3 separate regions of the Sus scrofa genome follow, and regions 1 and 3 are each linked to region 2. Evidence: chromatin contacts called from public HiChIP or PLAC-seq data. All regions are on one chromosome and are shown on one strand. The core of a region is the stretch at or near the end of the contact, and the rest is flanking DNA. Distances in the headings are between cores, read along the strand shown.

Region 1 (2,700 bases), core at 100-2,599, 2.0 Mb before region 2:
AGATCCCCAACCCATTGATAGAGGCCAGGGGTCGAACCCGCAACCTCATGCTTCCTAGTTGGATTCATTTCCACTGCGCCACAACAGGAACTCCCAGATTTTGTATTTCTAACAAGTGCCCAAGTGATACTGATGCTGCTGGTGTATGGTCCACACTTTGAGAACAACTAGGGTAGTTGCTGCAACAGTAACTTGCTAAAAATAGGCTCAATATCAAGTACATTCCTGTTAGAAACAACCTTACAGAGAAAATTATGATTGGCTGAGAAGGTGCTACATAATATATATTATGCAATACCTTATTAAATAACCAGCTTGTTTTATTACTTTGTTGGTTTTTTTCTTTCAATCATGCTTCTTCAAGAATTATCTTGTTCCACTTTTTAACAACTAAAATGGATGTGTGTGGGGGGAAGAATTTCCAAGTTACTTTTGTCCTAAGAATCACCTCCACTATTTCCCTGTCCTTCAGTGCCTCAAGAGAGTCACTTATCCTCTTTCATCATTATTCACTTATCTTTGAAAATGGCTATATAGTACCTATCTCGGTGAACTGCTGTGAGGATTAACGAGACCCTAAATGAAAAATCTTAGCCCTGAAAATGGCCTGTAAATGGCAGCTGCTCTGCTTTTACTAATTTGTCTACATCAAGAAAGTAAATTTCCTGGGACCAATATCCGAAACTACTTACATCTTCAACACATTAACTGCCTGTAGCAATAACTCCAAGTTGTAAAGAAAATGGTCAGTTACATTCTAGGGATTCAGCTTACTGTGGCAGAAAGCGGTCTGATTTGGAAACGTTGGCAAAGTGCATCAGGACAACATTCTCCCAGACAAAATTATAAATCAGAATCACCTGGATCATTACTTCAACTTCAAAGTCCCAGATAACCAAAACTACTTCCAAGGGAGAAGCTTAGGTGATTATTTAAAGGTAAATAATTACTCCAGGTGGATTTTTCTGATCAGCAAGTTTGGGAAACAAGGAAGGGACCTACCTCTCCATTTTAATGGTGGCTATCAGAAGGCCTAAAAACCGTTTCTATTTATTCATTAGGCCATTGTTTACTACAAAATTTTCGTAAGTCCCTTTCTGTGTTACTAATTTTGGTCTTCTGAGTTGAACTAAAGTCACCTGGAGAGGTCAGCTGCACGTGGGATTTTTTTGTTGCTGCTTTGAAAAGGTTCTGTTTTTAGTTAACTCACCCTTTCAAACTAGTCAGGGCCTGTGCCTCATTTCTGAATTGCCCCCTCTTGAATTTCCTCCTGCAACGCCTTCTTTTTGATCTCTCCCTCAGATCTAGCTTGTTTGGCCCTTCTTTTCTTGAGTAGAACATTTGGTGCTTTCCCAGTTCGAGACGCTTTGCTGGAATAGCCAATTTCCAGGGATTTTACAGGCTGGCCAAAACAGTTTGTTCAGAACAACAACGCCGACGCGCGGGGCGGAGGACTGGCAGCCAGTGAGGCCAAGCATTTCCTGACTCTGCACAACCACCCGTGACCTTGGGCGTGCAAGAGAGCCAGCGCCGCCTGCCCTGCTCCTTCCCGACAGCAACAAGGCAACGCTCAAGCTGTACTTTAGAACCGAAAAGGTGTGGGAGGGAACTGGACGGGGAAGCGTCATAAAGAGGCGAGGAGACCCAGAGGCTATAGAGCAGTTCATTTTCTGAGGCGAATCCTTCTACCTCTTTCTCCAGGGGTGGGGGAAGGGGGAGTAAGGAGGAAAGGGAAATGTCTGCCAAGGGGTCGAGACAAAGCGTGAGAACTGAGATGGCGAAAAGCAGGCTCGACTGAGAAAATCAGAAGGCGAGACGCTGAGGGCGGATAATCAGGTTAAAAATAGAAACGCGTCCTCCACCGGTCTAACTCCTACCAGCTCCGCCCGGAGGCCGGCAGCCCGGCCAGTGACTCGGCTCCGCGCAACTGCAGAGCGGTCAAGCTCGGCCCCTCCTCCCCGACCGGGTGACTGGAGTGAGAGGCGCGGCGACGGGCACGTGACGTCATCGCGCTCCCGGCGCCGCCGGCGCCGTCGGGGTTTTCGATGACGCACAGACCCCGCCCCCTCCCTCCCTCTTTCCCTCAGAGCCGGAGCGCCGGCAGGAGAGAACGCGTCAGTGAGCTGGAGCGCAGATCTGTCTGCATCTCAGTTTTGGGCTTGTAGCTCCCGGGAACAGCGCAGCTTCCTCGGTGGTAGAAGAAGCATCCGAGAGCGCCATCCGCGGGCCCTTGCGGCGCCCAGGCCTAGCTGCGCGCGCCCGGCTCGCCCTCGGAGTCTGCCCAACCCGCCGCTGGTGGAGGCGTGAGGCGACGACGGGTGAGCGCCGAAAGCTGCCTTAGCCGCCGCGGCCTTCGGTCCTCCCTCCGCCTCCTCTGTCCCCCCGCCCCGCGCCGCTTCCCTCCTCCCACTTCCCGAGCTCCGGCGTGTCCCGGCCACGCTCACTGCTGCTGCGGGAACAAAGAAGGACCCCGCGGCGGCGGCGGCGGCGGCGCAACCTCCTGCGGCTCCGACCGGCCCGCGGCTGCGGCTCCAAGGCACCCGACTCGCCTATCCCTGAGGGCTCGGACCGGCCCCACCGCGCCGGTGTCGCGCGCGAGCCCGGCTCCTGGCCCCGCAGGGTGAGTGGTGTGGAGGGGAGGCAGGGCTCCCGGCTGTTCGTCCCGGGCTGGTGGTGGGAGCGGAGGACTGGGGTGCCGTA
Region 2 (2,700 bases), core at 42-2,541:
TTCTCATTTGTGTTTATTCTTGAGCAACTTGGCCTGACATATTTAGTTGTTTTTTTTAATTATAAACTCACGATGCACTTATTCATCACCCATGCTTTCCCATACATATCTCAGTTTTACTACTAACAACACAAAGTACAAGGATATGTTCAGTTTCACTACAGCTCTTCGCGTTTACAAGAGTGGAGCGCTTGCCTTCAAAACGCCCTTCTGATTGGCTGAGCCTATGTTAGTGACATCAACCAACTTACTTTTGATTGGAAGGTTGGTTGCTGGGACTGTAGCGTTTGCAGGAAGTCACTTAACTCTTTGAGAGCTGGAAAACAAACTGAAGTTCTCTTTTGTCATTAAGAACAAGCGCAACTGAGTAGGGAAGGTGTGTCCCACAGCTCCGAAAGCTGGATTGTGAGCCAGGAGGTCTGGACCAGCTAAGGGGTTGAGAAGCACTCCAGAAGATGCGCGACTGCTTTTTTGCAACCTCTCGGCTGTTACCCTTTTAAATGTCAGCGTTCGAGGCTGTAGGGGTAGCACGAGGCATCGAAACGGAACAGTCGGATTGGCCGCATGTCTCAGTTCTAGACGCACCTCTCCACCGAAAGGCCGTTCTGACTGGCAGGGGGAGAAAGTAAACAGAGTTGAATCACCCTCCCCACTGGCCAATTGGAGGGGGTTTGGATTGTGACGTGATGGGATTCTGCGAAATTGTTACTGAGCGAGAGAATGCCGGAACGGTGCGGACCGGCAAGAGCAGGGTCTCAGAAGCCGTCAGTGGACTGGGGGAAAAGTGTCTCTTAGACCTGGCGCTAGGTCCGGCCGTTGCCACCCGCATCCAGGTGGTCGGGTGAATGTCCTGGGGCTTTGGCTCGACGGAGAGGCGGCTGAGGGCGTGTACCTCTCTTGCAGTTTCCTCTCTCAGCGCCTCGGGGGCGTTTTTGGTCGAATAAACTTGCGACCGCCACGTGTGGCACCTTTCCAAGGGAGCCGGCTCGGAGCGGCCGGCGCGCCCGTCGGGGGTATAGCGCCCGGCGTGGGGCACCATCGGCGGCGAGAAGCGGCGGCGCAGCGAAGCCCGGGGCCGTGGATGCTGCGTGCGGAGGCGCTGCCGGTTACGTAAAGATGAGGGGCTGAGGTCGCCTCGGCGCTCCTGCGAGTCGGAAGCGCCCCGCGCCCCCGCCCCCTTGGCCACCGCGCAGCGCCGCGCTCATCGTCCGAGGCCAGGGCACAGCGAGCCGAACCTCTGCAGCCACCACCAAGTTTGGCCGCGTCGCTGGGGCTGCTGTCGCCCGCACCATGTCTGCGGCCGCCTACATGGACTTGTGGCTGCCCAGTGTCTGGTTTCCATTTCGAACCGCGCTGCGGTGCCGGAGCATGGGGGCGCTCCGGACGCCGAGCGGCTGCGACTACCTGAGCGTGAGGTGACCAAGGAGCACGGTGACCCGGGGGACACCTGGAAGGATTATTGCACGCTGGTCACCATCGCCAAGAGCTTGTTGGACCTGAACAAGTACCGACCCATCCAGACCCCTTCGGTGTGCAGCGACAGCCTGGAGAGTCCTGATGAGGATATGGGATCCGACAGCGACGTGACCACCGAATCTGGGTCGAGTCCTTCCCACAGCCCGGAGGAGAGACAGGATCCTGGCAGCGCGCCCAGCCCGCTCTCCCTCCTCCACCCTGGAGTGGCTGCGAAGGGGAAACACGCCTCCGAAAAGAGGCACAAGTGCCCCTACAGTGGCTGTGGGAAAGTCTATGGAAAATCCTCCCATCTCAAAGCCCATTACAGAGTGCATACAGGTTAGCGGCGTCTCCTTCTTCCCGCAAGCTCTGGGGTTAGTTAACCTTTGGCCGGGCAGCCTTTCTGGGAGTTAACAACGCACTTGGCCGAAAGGGTGCAAAAATTTTGGATAAGATGCTGTTTAACTCTTAAAAAAATTGAACTGTGTAGAGACAGAAAGCTCACTCTCTTCTTAATCGTCCCCAGCCTCTAGAAGCCATGGAGAGCATTAACCTGGCGGGGCGGAGTGAGTGCTGAGCGCCAGCCCCCGTGCGTGGCCACGCGGGGAGTGGTGCCTCCCCTCCCTGTCCCGCCCCGCCCCCCGCCGGACTCCAGCACCGGCGGCAGTGGGGCCACCCCACCTGGGCAGACGCTGACGGGGGTTGAGGGACACAGTCAAACCACTGTGTTATCTTTTATTTTATTCTCTTGTGGGATTGCAGCGAAGTGGCCAAACCTGGGGAGAAGCGGCGCACTTTACAGGGAACCTTTTAGGAATGACTAAGGGTTCGCTGGTTTAGCTGTATGCTTGCTACTTTTCAGGCCTTGCCAAGGTGCTTTTAAATTTGGCCAAGAATCCCCAGAGAGCTTTAAAATAATACTGCTTCAGGCAGCAGATGAGTTTGATCAAGTGATGGTTTGTTAACTTCACGACTAGTTAGCCTTTTAAATGAGAGATTCAGAGAGGATTTTTCTCCACGTGATTTAGGTCGCACCGGGCGGCCCTTAGCAAGGAGGTGTGGTCCTTGCCGAGGTCAAGGCTGATAATGAAGGTTGGGATGTTCTGGAGGCCCCAAGGAAGGTTATTTCCCAGGGAAAGCGAAGGCAGGGCTGACCAGAGGCATGTGGCTGAGACATCCGCAGTATAAAATGAGCTTTAGAGACTTACAGGGGCCTTGGTCAGCCAATTCTATTGGTTCTGTTTA
Region 3 (2,700 bases), core at 138-2,637, 1.4 Mb before region 2:
TCGCTTATGCCACACCCTAGCAAATCTGAGCTTCAGTTTATGTTAATATCAGGTTTATGCGATGTGATGGTGGCCCCCAAACTGCCTTTGTCTTCAATTATCTCCCCTCCCTACAGCTATGGGAGGAGGGGGAAAGAGCTCTAGCAAATTAGTAGAGACCCTAGACCTCTGGCAAGCTATACAGTCTGAATTTTCTTTCAACCTAAAGAAATCTGCTAAAGTAATATAAACAGCAAGACAATCATTTTTATATTCATCAAATAGTTTGATTCTCAAAACAATCTTACAAATGAGAGCGATAGTCCCATTATGTTGGTGTGGACACTGAGGTTAAGAGCACTTCAGAGCTTTCACACCCTTTCTACAAAGCTATGGGCCTAGGGCTTTCCAAAAAGAAATAAGGACAGCATAAACTTGGTGCAACATTTGAAAGAGACGCGCGCCATAATTCTCGTATTTCTACTGGAAATATGTGATCCAGATGGGAGCGTTCAATTACTCAAGTTTCCTATTTGCATTTTAGGTTTGATGAGGGTCCCGATTACTCTGTACAATCATCTAAATGTTGACCGCCAAATATATTTACGAGGAGATAACACATGCAGGTCAAAGAAAGGGCGTGAGAACATTATTTTAGAAAGGGCTGCACTGCAGCCAAAACTAACTCTGGGCTGCAGTCCACATTCGCCCTCGCCAACTCCTCTCATTCCTCTTTCCCCTCCAGTGAACCATTCCTTCCAGATTGAGTGCAGCAAATTCCTACCTTGGTCTGAACACTCTTATCAAACTTGTCATTTTTGAAGCTAAAGGTATTCTGGTGCCTCTGAGGCCTGGAACGAGCCACGTTCCCTTTCTGGGAACTCATCGCAGAAACCACAATTTTCTCGAGCTGAGACAAGAAGATGCAAGGAAGACTACCACGCCAGTAACTACCCCACCGAGTTCAAGCTTCTGTCAACGACCCGGAAGTAACTTATCCAGCCTGTCTGGTCCCGCCCCGGCAGCCCACGTGACTCCTCGCAGAGGTCAAAGGGCGCCCTCCAGCCCCTCAGCTCCTGTCTCTTTCACTAGGCCGAGTCTCGACCCCTCCCCCTCCTCAAGGTTTTTCTCTCTAACCCTGGGTATACATCCTACTTTCTTCGAAGCGAGAATTTCCCCATTGGTCCGAATGTGGTAGTCCATCAAAGCGGAGGGGCGGAGAAGATTTGCTTCTATTGGCTCCTCTTTTCCGCAATACCCGCCTCCTGCCGACTTAGCTCAGCCTCTCCCGGGGCCAGACTCCTCTGGGCGGCTTGTGATTGGTGGAAATTGGGATAAGCTGGACTGCGTCCCTCCCCCGGCCCGCTCCCAGGCTGGAGCCCGGGTCAGCTTTGGCACCTTCCTCCAGTGACCAACTCGTAGTTTAGCGAGCGCTCTGCTACCCCCTAGGTTCCTTTCCAGCGTCCCTGTCTCCCACTTCGAGAGCGAACCCCGCGGCCGGTAGGCTGAAGAGGAGCCAGGAAAGAAGGACTAAAGAGAAGAAAGACCTGGCTGGTTCTAGGTGGTGTCTGCAGTGCCAGTAAGGGAGGTGGCGGCGGGCGCTGCGACCACGGCCGCGCGGGACGTGAGGCCCAACAGCAGCCGACGGCGGCGGCGGTGGCGGCCACTCCAGCGCCTCGCGCCGGGGCCGTTAGTCAGCAGAACGCCAACCTGTGTAAAGGAACAGGGCCGGCCCGAGGCGAGACTCGGGAGCGCGAGCCGGCTCCCCCGAGCGCCGCCGTCCTTCCTCGTCCCGGCGCCGGGGGCTGCAGCCCTTGTCCCCCTCCTCGGCCGGGCCCGCCTGCAGGCCGGGAGAGTCCGGCAGAGGCAGCAGCAGCAGCAGAGCGGAACGCGCCTTGTAGAGGACAGCGCGGCGGCAGAGGTTCCTTCTCGGCCCTTTCTGCCTGACGCCTTGGTTGCGGCCCTCAGGTGCAGGTGCGTGGGGCCGCGGGGGGTCGGGGCGCTGCGGCCCGGCTCGGGGAGGGGGCGCTAGGCCCGGAGCTGCAGCGCGGGAGGGACCAGCCGGGGCTGAGCGGGGGGAGGGGAGCGGGAGTCGTCTTTGTTGTTGGCGCCCGGGATCCCTCTCCGTGCCGGCGAAAGGCGGGGAAACTACTCCCGATCGGATCTAGGTTTTTGAGAAGATTGTCTGGTGGTTCAGTGAAGGGAAGAGATAGGAAAGTCCTGCGGTCGGTGAGGCTGCAGTAGTTTGGGGGCGGAAGGACGGACAGACGAACTGGGGAAGGTATTGGGTCCTCCCTTAAGAGAAAGGTCTAATTTCATTCCTTTGCTATTCTCTCTGTGGACGGAAAGCTGGGGCCAGGTTCCCATTCCCCTCCATGGCCCACTGTGAGATTCGCGATGGCTGAAAGCTTTCTCCTGAATGTCCTCGCGTGTGCCAGCCTCGATTTTAGATCATATCTACCCGGTGCTTGGTGATTTGGGTATTGTGGTCCAGCCGTCATGGGGTCTTCTTCTCTCCATAGTTGAACTTCACTCTTGTCTTTTTCAAACTCTGGCGTAGGCTCATTAGGAATTGTCTTTGAATTGAAAAATTATTGTTTGAATTTTTTTAACCCTGAAACGAAAAGTTCTGTCAAGTTAGATTTATTGTTGTGAAGGCCTTTTGTAAAGAAGAGAGTTTAACCTTGGCTTGTTTTTAAAAAAGTTCAGAGCTTTGATCCA

The links. HiChIP or PLAC-seq counts read pairs in DNA pulled down with a chosen protein or histone mark.
Region 1: a contact with region 2 is called in an H3K27ac HiChIP or PLAC-seq map of skeletal muscle. The contact joins the promoter of TMC1 here to the promoter of KLF9 in region 2. A contact is called at or near these places in 2 of 47 Hi-C or Micro-C datasets (embryonic fibroblasts and skeletal muscle) and 2 of 2 datasets of contacts at active chromatin or transcription factors (alveolar macrophages and skeletal muscle).
Region 3: an H3K27ac HiChIP or PLAC-seq map of alveolar macrophages shows a contact between it and region 2. The contact joins the promoter of ABHD17B here to the promoter of KLF9 in region 2. A contact is called at or near these places in 2 of 2 datasets of contacts at active chromatin or transcription factors (alveolar macrophages and skeletal muscle).

Annotation. Positions count from the first base shown.
Region 1 is chr1:225,713,250-225,715,949 of Sscrofa11.1, reverse strand. It overlaps TMC1 (transmembrane channel-like protein 1), which reads right to left and starts at 1,349. Exons shown (of 24, transcript XM_021064884.1): 1 at 1,211-1,349. It also overlaps a transcript of ZFAND5 not described here.
Region 2 is chr1:223,746,252-223,748,951 of Sscrofa11.1, reverse strand. KLF9 (Kruppel like factor 9) reads left to right here and starts at 1,291. Exons shown (of 3, transcript NM_001011504.1): 1 at 1,291-1,314; 2 at 1,317-1,794. The coding sequence starts at 1,291.
Region 3 is chr1:225,191,973-225,194,672 of Sscrofa11.1, reverse strand. It overlaps ABHD17B (abhydrolase domain containing 17B), which reads left to right and starts at 1,387. Exons shown (of 4, transcript NM_001243558.1): 1 at 1,387-1,953. It overlaps C1H9orf85, which reads right to left and starts at 1,251. Exons shown (of 5, transcript XM_021064833.1): 1 at 1,135-1,251. The coding sequence starts at 1,182.